Regions from separate parts of the Mus musculus genome. Here region 1 is linked to region 2. Evidence: chromatin contacts called from public ChIA-PET data. All regions are on one chromosome and are shown on one strand. Each heading gives the region's core, a stretch centred on a gene start, on an enhancer-like site or on the middle of the called end of the contact. The rest is flanking DNA. Distances are from core to core; before and after follow the strand shown. Region 1 overlaps Gm12052 (predicted gene 12052). Region 2 has its middle 14 kb from the start of Gm46274.

What was found. ChIA-PET counts read pairs in DNA pulled down with a chosen protein or histone mark.
Region 1: an H3K27ac ChIA-PET map of liver shows a contact between it and region 2, with 5 times the contacts expected there. The contact joins two enhancer-like sites. A contact is called at or near these places in 3 of 39 promoter capture datasets (the 3T3-L1 cell line, embryonic stem cells and hippocampal neurons), 1 of 15 datasets of contacts at CTCF or cohesin (embryonic stem cells), 15 of 484 Hi-C or Micro-C datasets (B cells, CD8 T cells, the G1E-ER4 cell line and 11 more) and 8 of 115 datasets of contacts at active chromatin or transcription factors (embryonic stem cells, epiblast stem cells, liver and 1 more).

What each region holds. Positions count from the first base shown.
Region 1 is chr11:22,615,285-22,620,432 of GRCm38.p6, reverse strand. Gm12052 (predicted gene 12052) reads right to left here. Exons shown (of 5, transcript NR_166746.1): 3 at 3,944-4,032; 4 at 2,603-3,076; 5 at 1,941-2,112. Among named protein-coding and RNA genes, the nearest start is that of Gm12052, 6.2 kb to the right of the region's middle. Within about 2 kb of position 2,757, at least 136 of the 459 cell types and tissues checked have an H3K27ac peak or open chromatin away from gene starts, as enhancers often do. A contact at or near this core is called in liver and trophoblast stem cells, where this site is marked.
Region 2 is chr11:22,492,667-22,497,985 of GRCm38.p6, reverse strand. No RefSeq gene overlaps it. Among named protein-coding and RNA genes, the nearest start is that of Gm46274, 14 kb to the left of the region's middle. Within about 2 kb of position 2,910, at least 6 of the 459 cell types and tissues checked have an H3K27ac peak or open chromatin away from gene starts, as enhancers often do. A contact at or near this core is called in liver and trophoblast stem cells, where this site is marked.

The DNA.
Region 1 (5,148 bases), core at 1,508-4,007, 120 kb before region 2:
TTTTTGAAGAGCCTCTCTTAAAGTATGATTTAAGGCTTACCACGGGATGAGTTGACTTTTTAAAATTGAAGTATAATTTTTGGACAGTAAGATGTATTTGCTCTAAGTGTCCTGTGTAATCACCACACAATCTGGTTTTAAAAGTCATCACCTCAGACTGACCCTCTGTCCCTTGTGGCTGGTCCCCAATCCTAGGCTCATCTCTGGTCTCAGGCAATGGGCCATCTTTCTGTCTCTGTGGATTTGCCTATTCTGTAACACCATTTTCATACAGAGCTGGCTGGCCTTGAAATCACAATGCCCCTGCCTCTGCTTCCTGATACCGGGTGTGTGCCACCAAGCCTGGCTAGGTTTGCATCTTAACAGGTTATGATAAGTGGAATCAAGTGACACTCAGTCCTCTGTGTACAGCGTCTTTCAGCCAGTGTGGTCTATGCATTCTGTATGAGATCTGTTCCTTTTGGTTTGTGGATAATAATCTACTCACATACATTGCATTTCCATGCACTGTTGACCATGGGTTCTGGGCTGTAGCTATTATGTACAAAGCATGTATATTCGTGTAGGTGGTTTTACATACATGTATTTAGTTATCTCAGTTGAATCCTTGTTGTGGACTGGATCTAATGCTATTTGTGTTAATTCAGTTTCCCAAATCACATGGGAACCTGTACGTCTGTCTGTAAGACTCTGAGGGTCCTTGCCCACAGTTGGCTGTAATTGGTAAATAAAGTTGCCAGTGGCCAGTGGCTGGACAGGGAGACAGAGGGGGGAACCTTAGATTTTCCCGGCAAGGGAACCATGGGGAAGCAGGAAAGTCATGCCTAAGAGCTGCAGGAGACGAAGTGTACAGCCATGTAAGCATCTGGGTAGTGACCCAGCTCCTGGCTGCTTAGGGCATATTAAAAATGAGGCTGTGTGTGTGTGTGTGTGTGTGTGTCTTTCATTCGTGAATCTAAAACATTTGGGCAGTGTCTTAGTCAGGGTTTCTATTCCTGCACAAACATCATGACCAAGAAGCAAATTGGGGAGGAAAGGGTTTATTCAGCTTACACTTCCATACTGCTGTTCATCACCAAGGAAGTCAGGACTGGAACTCAAGCAGGTCAGAAAGCAGGAGATGATGCAGAGGCCATGGAGGGATGTTACTTACTGGCTTGCTTCCCCTGGCTTGCTCAGCCTGCTCTCTTATAGAACCAAGACTACCAGCCCAGAGATGGTCCCACCCACAAGGGGCCTTTCCCCCTTGATCACTAATTGAGAAAATGCCTTACAGTTGGATCTCATGGAGGCATTTCCTCAACTGAAGCTCCTTTCTCGGTGATAACTCCAGGTGTGTCAAGTTGACACAAAACTAGCCAGTACAGGCAGGTATCGAGGAGTGCGCTGTGCGAGCACCCGCAGTGGAGTTTAGATCGAATGAACCTTCTAATGGCTTCAATCCCTGGCAGCTACTCCTGGGAACACAGTGCCGAGTGATCCGGTTATGTATGCTCAGTTTTAAAAGAAATTGCCAAGCTACTTTCCAGGTTGGGTATGCCATAGAGTCCCTCCAACAGTGTGTGCGGACTGGGCTTCTCCAAGTCATCAAAAAAGCAAAATAAACAAACAACAACAAACAAACAAGAAACTGCTTGCCCCTGTCACTTTGACTGTAGCTGCCCAGCAGGTGTGAAATCTGTTCTTCGTTGCTGTTGTTTGTTTGTTTGTTGCATGTCTACGGGCTAGTCTTTTTGATGTGTTCCTTGTCTTCTCTGCTACCCTATCTAAGAATTTGCCAGCAATATTTTAAAGCTCAGGAGATGGCAGATAAAACTCCCTGGGGATGGAAATGGGGTTTGTCTTGTTCATTAGCCACTTAATTCTAAGAACTCACTACTGAGTGGGAAGCAACACATTACCTCAGTGCTGCTGCTTTTTTAAAAAAGCTACAAACTCAATACCTCAAAACAGCACACATTTATTCTTTTAAAGTTCTTGACACCAGAGTTTGGAATTTCATTGGGTCCAAATCAGTCAGGGGAGACTCTGGGCACTGTAGAGGGAATCTGTTCTCTCCTGACTCTCTCCTTCTCTCCTCAGGTCCTCCTGCAAGATGGCTTGCCTTCTGTTCTGTAGTGAAATAAATATTCCTTTACCTCACTTCCCCTTTGGTGATATACCTGATTACATGTAGAATCTACCTAAATAATCGAGGGTAACACACTCTAGGTTTCTTTTGCCATTTAAAGAAACTTCCTGGGATTAGGCCGTGAATATCTCTGGGGTATTTCAGCTGACTACCCCAGAGATAGGTCAGCAATCTGTCTGCATGAGGAGGCCTCTGAGGTTTAGGTTTGGAGTTGGTTGGTTCGGACAACGGTTCCTGTTGAGGGGTCTTCTGGAGGCTCAGGTAGGTCCTAGAGGCATGCTGATTTGGGCTCCATAGCCCTTACGGCTCCTCTCACTCTTTTTCCTAGAAACAAGAGGAGCGGACAGCACTTGGGCAGCCACCGGGTGGTGGAGGGGCCTCTGATGGTGCCCAACATCCTGGCCCTAGTCTTCTACCACCCACGCTTACTACACAGCAACCCCTTTCCCATCCCCATCTCCTTACCCTTACCCTTACACTTGCCGCCCCTTGGGAGTCGGCCACGCTGCAATCTCTCAGGTGGCCAGCAGGGGTCAGCATCCCCGCGCAGAGGGTCTCGAGGCTGCGATGGGTGGAGCAGGGCTCGGTGGTGTCCTCCTGCCACCTCTGGTACAGGTCCTGAGTACAGCCAATGTGTCTCCACTGCTTACCCGCTCTCTTCTCTTCGCTTTCCACCTACGAGAAGGCGGCTCCCTCGGGGTCAGCTTGGAGGAAGCTAGCCTCCACAGAAGAGCCGGGAAGGAGGACCAGAGGCACCGGAAGCCCAGAGGCCTTCCTGAGAGCAGGAAGCTGTTAGATTTAGAATGAATTTTCTCCCAAGTGTCTCAGATTGTTGGCCAAAGTTACTCTGATTCTAACGTCCCGTGGTTCCTCGTCCAGCTGGTGGGTTTGGGTGGAGCCTGGTGGAATGCTTGGGCCAGTGCCTCGGGTCTGCAGTAAGAGAGCCTGGCAAAGCCAGGCATTAAAACCTCAGCCCAATTACGTTCTTTTCCACTTGTGTCCTTCCTAATTAAAGGAGGCCCTCTTGATGCCAGCATGGAATGCTGCAGACAAGGAGAAACTAAATTCTGGTCTCGAACTCAACAGCCTGTCTTTAAAGCAGATTCATTATTCACGATGAATAAAAAGTAGCTATAAACACTTGTGTATGGTGGTATGGATATACATTTCCGTAGTTGGGAATGTCATGTGTTTTTCTTGCTTGTAGAATTTCTGATTGAAAATCTTTAAGATAGTTGGAAAACAACACAGGTATCGTGGACTGAGTGGTTGTTTTGTATCAGGCAGAATATGTGTCTGAAAGGGGCGGGAGGGTCTTCCGGTCCACCCTGACTTTGGGAAGCTGCAGCATACTAGCTCTGTAGGGCATTCGGTGCTGCAGCAAAGACAGCCCTGAGAGAGACCCTTGGTGGATGGCCCTTTACTGTATGCCTGAAATCTGCATCAGCTTGGTCTAGGAGGCTTGTCTCTTTGGAATTTCTTTGTGGTGACATGGTCAAATCAAAGACATGCAGAGCCAGGCCCCGTCTTAGCTGTCCTGGGTTGCATCTAACTGAGTCCCCCATTTCCCTGACCATGTTTCCTGACTACCTCAGTCTATGGAATGTTGACTTTGTTCTTCAGCTCATTTTCTTCACCTTTACAAGAGATGTTTGTAACAGAGTAAAGCGGGGCTAACTAACACTTTCTAGTACCTCAAACAATTGCCACACTGCCAGATATACTTGTTTCACAGGATCATCTGCAATGCTAAATTTCCTTTTTATGTCATCCGTGGAAGCTCCTAACCAAAGGGGGATGGAGAATACTCACGAGTCTGAGTGATGTTGCATGTCATTGTGTGGTCTCACTATAAGCACTTCTGAGGGCTAAGCTTTCTCAGGTCCTGATGAAATAGCTCTCTAAGACAAACAAAGCAACAAAACAACTCATAGAGCCAAAATACTAACAATCAGCAACAACAGGCTCGATATTGTTAAGGTAAGTTACTGAATGCTGACATTCACAACAGAACATAGACAAGTATCTGTAATTAACCAGGTCAAAAAAAAAAAAAAAAAAAAAAAACCTGTTTACTTTCGCCTCAGGAAAGACTTTATTTATTTATTTATTTGTTTGTTTATTTGTTTATTTATTTATGTGCACCAGGCTAGGAATAGCATTTACTGCCCTGGAATGTTCTCATTCAATTCTCATGACACACGCGTGTAGAAATGATTGGTGTATACATATTATACGTGATGAGCAGATGAGCTTCTTCCCCCCCCCCCCCCCCCCCCCGAGACAGGGTTTCTCTGTGTAGCCCTAGCTGTCCTGGAACTCACTTTGTAGACCAGGCTGGCCTCGAACTCAGAAACCTGCCTGCCTCTGCCTCCCGAGTGCTGGGATTAAAGGCATGGCCACCACTGCCTGGTTCAGATGAGCTTTTGTTTTCTTTGCTTGCTATAATTGAGATGAGCTATTGATAGGGAGTCCACGCACAGCCACCAGTGAGGGTGGCTGCTGAGTTTTGGTCTCTCAGTCATCCAGCTTCTTGGTTCTTTCTGTCGCAGTGTTTCCACATTTTGTCCAAATGTTTGAGAGTCATCCATCACCTTTATCCACTAACCCTCTCTCTTTCTATAATACTAAAGAGTTCACCATTATGTTTCCTTTCCTGGAGGATCCTGGGCTTCTCACCTGAACAGGGGACGGCACTGTATCTTCTTTTATTTTTATTCACCTTGCTTCTAAAACGTTGCTTGGAGTCCATCAGATGGTCCAGTGACAGGTACTGTGGACCTGAAGGTTGCCATTCCACAGTGCTATCCTGAGGTCAAGTCCTGTTAGTGTGGGCTGCTGCTGATCCACTTCAGGACCAATGGTTCTAAGTAGCACCATTAGCATCAAAGCCTGAGGCCCTATGACTTCTCCCTAGTAGAAAAGCCTGTCACGCGGGTGTAGAATAGATCTCTCCTGCACTCCTGTTCTTCTATGTATCAAGGTCCCTCATTAGCACTCTCTTTGGTGAGATATAC
Region 2 (5,319 bases), core at 1,661-4,160:
ACTTATGTCTTGTATCAGAGAGAATTAACACTTAATATAAATAGACTAAAGACCATGTCACGGGTTCAGAATAGCTATTAGCTAGCCTTTGCACAGGGGAGTTTGCTGTTTCCAACATCAGCATACTGTGGTTAAACAATGACTAGCTCAATAATAGAGGGAAGGGTCCAGAAACAGGGAGTGAATTCCATACTCCTGACATAAATATAAGCTCCACAGTGTGACATATGTGTGTTACTGTTTATTTTATCAGCTAGTCATTGTTGAACAATGTCAATTCTAAGACAAGTTTGCTTAATGAAAATACCTCCATGGGTGTTTCGTTCCCAATTCTAAGAAGGGGAGAATTGTCCACACTTTGCTCTTCCTTCTTCTTGACTTTCATGTGTTTTGCAAGTTGTATCTTGGGTATTCTAAGTTTCTGGGCTAATATCCACTTATCAGTGAGTACATTTCATCTGAGTTCTTTTGTGATTGGGTTACCTCACTCAGGATGATGCCCTCCAGATCCATCCATTTGCCTAGTAATTTCATAAATTCATTGTTTTTAATAGCTGAGTAGTACTCCATTGTGTAAATGTACCGTATTTTGTGTATCCATTCCTCTGTTGAGGGGCATCTGGGTTCTTTCCAGCTTCTGGCTATTATAAATAAGGCTGCTATGAACATAGTGGAGCATGTGTTCTTATTACCAGTTGGAACATCTTCTAGATATATACCCAGGAGAGTTATTGCTGGATCCTCTGGTAGTACTATGTCCAATTTTCTGAGGAACCGCCAGACTGATTTCTAGAGTGGTTGTACCAGCTTGCAATCCCACCAGCAATGGAGGAGTGTTCCTCTTTCTACATATCCTCACCAGCATCTGCTGTCACATGAACTTTTGATCTTAGCCATTCTGACTGGTGTGAGGTAGAATCTCAGGGTTGTTTTGATTTGCATTTCCCTGATGATTAAGCAAAAACACCCATGGAAGGAGTTACAGAGACAAAGTTTGGAGCTGAGACGAAAGGATGGATCATCCAGACACTGCCCCACCCGGGGGTCCATCCTATAATCAGCCACCAAATGCAGACACTATTACATACTCCAGCAAGATTTTGCTGAAGGGACCTTGATATGGCTGTTTCTTGTGAGGCTAAGCCAGTGCCTGGCAAACACAGAAGTAGATGCTCACAGTCAGCTATTGGATGGAACACAGGGTCCCCAATGGAGGAGCTAGAGAAAGTACCCAAGGAGCTGAAGGGGTCTGCAACCCTATAGGTGGAACAACTATATGAACTAACCAGTACCCCCCAGAACTCGTGTCTCTAGCTGCATATGCATCAGAAGATGGCCTAGTCAGCCATCACTGGAAAGAGAGGCCCCTTGTTCTTGCAAACTTTATATGCCCCCGTACAGGGGAAACACCAGGGCCAAGAAGTGGGAGTGGGTGGGTAGGGGAGCGGGCGGTGGGGAGGGTATAGGGGACTTTCAGAATAGCATTTGAAATGTAAATGAAGTAAATACCTAATAAAAATTGGAGGAAAAAAAAGAAATAAATGGAAAAAAAGAAAAAAAGAAAATACCTCTTTAACCTCAAGATAAAGTTTTCATTATGAAACCTGGTATGTAAGGACCACACTGTCAGCAGTTTGTTCCTGCAGCTAAGGCAGCTTAAGGCTGTCTGCTCTGAACACCACAGGCATTACAGTCAAACACTTGTCCAACCCTCTAACACATACACACACACACACACACACACACACACACACACACACACACACACACCTCTAAGTCACATATCTATTTTCAATAGACCACTGGGGCCTTTCTTTGATTTAGCTCTGAAACAAGCAAGAAAAGAGAAAAAGAATTAAAAGGCATAAAGCTAGGAAATGGAGCTCAGAAGCGTTATTACTAAGAATTGGGACTTCACTGGCGCTGAATTTCTGCTAAGCTTTGAGGGATTCTAATGGTCATGGGCACCACTTTTTATAAATATTGTGTAAACAAACTGATAGAGATGTGTGAAGAAATAGGTGTCTGTTGACTGTTGAGCCATGTTCCACCTCACTGCTGGGGTGCAGGAACTTCACTGGGCAGATAAAACATGAGGCCCTGTCCAGTGATGGGCTTGCAGGAAGCTCTGATGTACCACTCAGGGTGTGGGAGAATGCAGTCAGGGCTGGGGTCTCAGCCTGAGTGAGAAACACAGGCTGAGGCTGAAGGTGGGGTTTCCAAGCTCCTGAGGATCCAGTCACTGCTGGAAACTACATGGAGTCAGGAACAAAGGGAGCTCATGGGCTGAGGATGAGCCCTGGCTGGGAGGCATGGGAAACTCTGGCTTAGGTCATGGACAATTGTCTGGGACCATGGAGGGACAGCACAGCTCTGTAGACAAAGGCTTTCTCCACACCCCCCACAGTGGTTCTTGATGAAAAGGGCAGTCCAAGCTTATCTATATCATTTATTGACTGTTCATCGTGAAAAATAGGTGCATACTACCTGAAGGTGGACTAGAGATTAAATACCTCTTATGGGAAAGAATGTCTGGGAAAGGAAGCTCATTGACTAAACCCTCAGGGCTTCTAGATACCTCCTTAGTATAGAGAACTCTGTTCTACATGACCATAGGTCACAATCTTATGTAGGGAGTGTGGGCATGTGATAGGGGCCTGGTCTGAAGCAGCTGAAACTCCTACTGCCTTCTCAGAGGTTCTGGCTCTTCCAACCCACTCAACCTTACCAAGTTTCCTGGCAGGGTCCACTGCAACAAAAGTGATGAGGGTATTTTGCAAACATGCTATCTCAGGAAAGGATTTGGAAATAGTTGACCTTGGGGAAACAAAATTGAGTTGGGGAGAATGAAGTTGGCCCATTTGGTCTGGTTTGGAACTGTGTACCAAGGCTTATTTACAACCTCATCATCCTCATGGGCTGGAATACAAACAGGGTCAACAGAGGAGGCAAAAGACAGATATGAACTTGGCAGGACTGGTAAGAGTGAGTGCAATTGCAATAAAGAGGTGCAAAGTTTATTGTTATTGGAGGTTTTCAAACAGAGGCTGAACAGCTGCTAGCTGTTCTGCAGGGTTCCCCAAGGCTAGAAGAATGAACAGCTCATGTCTTGAGTATTTGATCTGTGCATCTACCAACCACTGAGTCACAGAAATACAAGGAGAAACATTCTGTTTCATTTTCGTTTAGCAAGTCACAGGGAAGGTTAGAGAAACAGAGAATTGCCTGTTATCACACAGGTAAGATGTAGGAAAACCCAAGTTCAGGCCCAAGCAGTCTGTTTCTAGAAAGCTGACTCTTAGTTTGTATAACCCTTAGAATATCCTCTGACTCTGGTAGAAGTTAGGACAAAAGGGGTTTATACTATTAGACATTCTGTTGTGGTTTGGTGGCTTTTTTTTCAACATCTAATGGTTAAGTTACTAACAAAAGTTACTGAAAAGCTATCTATTATTTCAAAACAGAGACGTACTGGATGTTCACACATTTAATAAGGTATAAACAAGATGGTAGACAATGGCAGAAATCCCAGTCAGACAGTTCTGGGGCATTGACGATAAGGTGAAGCCTATAAATATCAGATATATGATGTTTTAAAGGGCAAATAGCAACACTTCTGAAGTATCATGGTATTGATGTTGTTCTTGTTTTGTTTTTCCTTCTAAACAGAAAAGCAGTTGATCTTGGGCTATTTTCTTATTATATTGTAGGAAAGCATTAGATTTAGCAGTTTGCATTTATACCACTGAGTGACAAATTATTTCACAGGGTACGCCTAAAATCTGTAGCTGTGTACATATGTATATTGTACATGTATTTCCTTTAAACATAAAAACTAGATAAAATATTATATAGAAGTCATGTGTATGCAAGAGATAAATACAGAGATTGGACATTTGCCTTTGTTATGAGAAAGGAACTCACAGACTGAGAGTTTAACAAATTACAAATGCCATGGAAGAAAGTAATGTGTCTGTGTTTGAAAAGACCATGCTATTTACTTGACAAGCTGTGCCAGGAGGAAGTTACAGCTGTGGCCCTATTTCAGATCATTTAAACAAGCTTTTCTTGATGTCACTGACACTCAGGTCACATCTGCTGAGCATCGCCATCAGTAAATACTAATTACCATATGTGAGAAGCTAGCATGCAAGCAGGGCCTGTGTTAACACTACACAATCCATGAACACTGCTAACTCATTGGAAGAAAAATGAAGAAAACCCCTATATGTTATAACTTAAAATCATAGTATCTATACTGGCTGGTATAAAAAAACATTTCCTCCCCAACTTGCTTCTTAGTCATGATGTTTGTGCAGAAATAGAACCCCTGACTAAGACAGTATCATATACAAAGACCAGAATGTGTTTGTGTGCATATTAGAAAATATGAACTTTATGATCTTTTAAATGTTTCTATGTTTTTCACATCTGAACACATATCAGATCATTTATATTCTATTGTCTTTGCATTCATCAACCTCAGTAAACATATGCCAAAAGGAATTTGAGTTTGTTTTAATCATCCTTATCTCCTATTTTGTTTGGCTGAGACTATGAACATGGTTGCTACTATACAAATAGGATGAAATCATGAATGCAAAGATGCTATATCATCATGGCTTGTCACACCAAAGTCAGATCCAAAGATCTCGTTCTTCTAGCCTGATGTTTGATGAAACATAAAAAGATCTGTAAACCATCCTTAAGTACAGTCAGCCTTCAAGCCCACAGGTTCCATGGTGTCATCAGTCAGAGGTGGGCAAACATGTGCAGGATGATGTGCAGAGGTCATGTGCAGCTTCTGGGACTTCAAAGAAGGTGCGTGAGCATTCTTGGATTTCAGTGCACATCGTGAAGTACTGCCCTAAAACCAGTCTCTCGAGGGTAGCTACTGATGACTATGAAAGAATCACCAATGGGAATCAAAAGAATGTTTCCTATAACTATTTTCAAACTTTTCCTTAGTTTAGCTTTTATGCTACATTGTGAGAATGAATAACCTCTTGTTTGTCATCCATTTGCCAATGTGACCTAAAGAGGTGAGACAATAACTTCAAGGAAAAGGGTCTCTATTTTGGCTCTTGGTCTCAGAAATTTCACTCCATCATGGCAGGGCACTTATGGCAGAAGAGAACAGTTTACATTATGGTGGTCAGGATGCAGAGGGTTGAGTACCTGTTCTATGGATGTCTTAGTTTTCTAAGTTATGAAAAAACACCATGGCCAAGGCAACTGATAAGAAAAGGTATTTAATTTGGGGTTTGTAGTTTCAGAAGATTAGATTCCATGATGGCAGAGGAAGGGCATGGCAGTGGA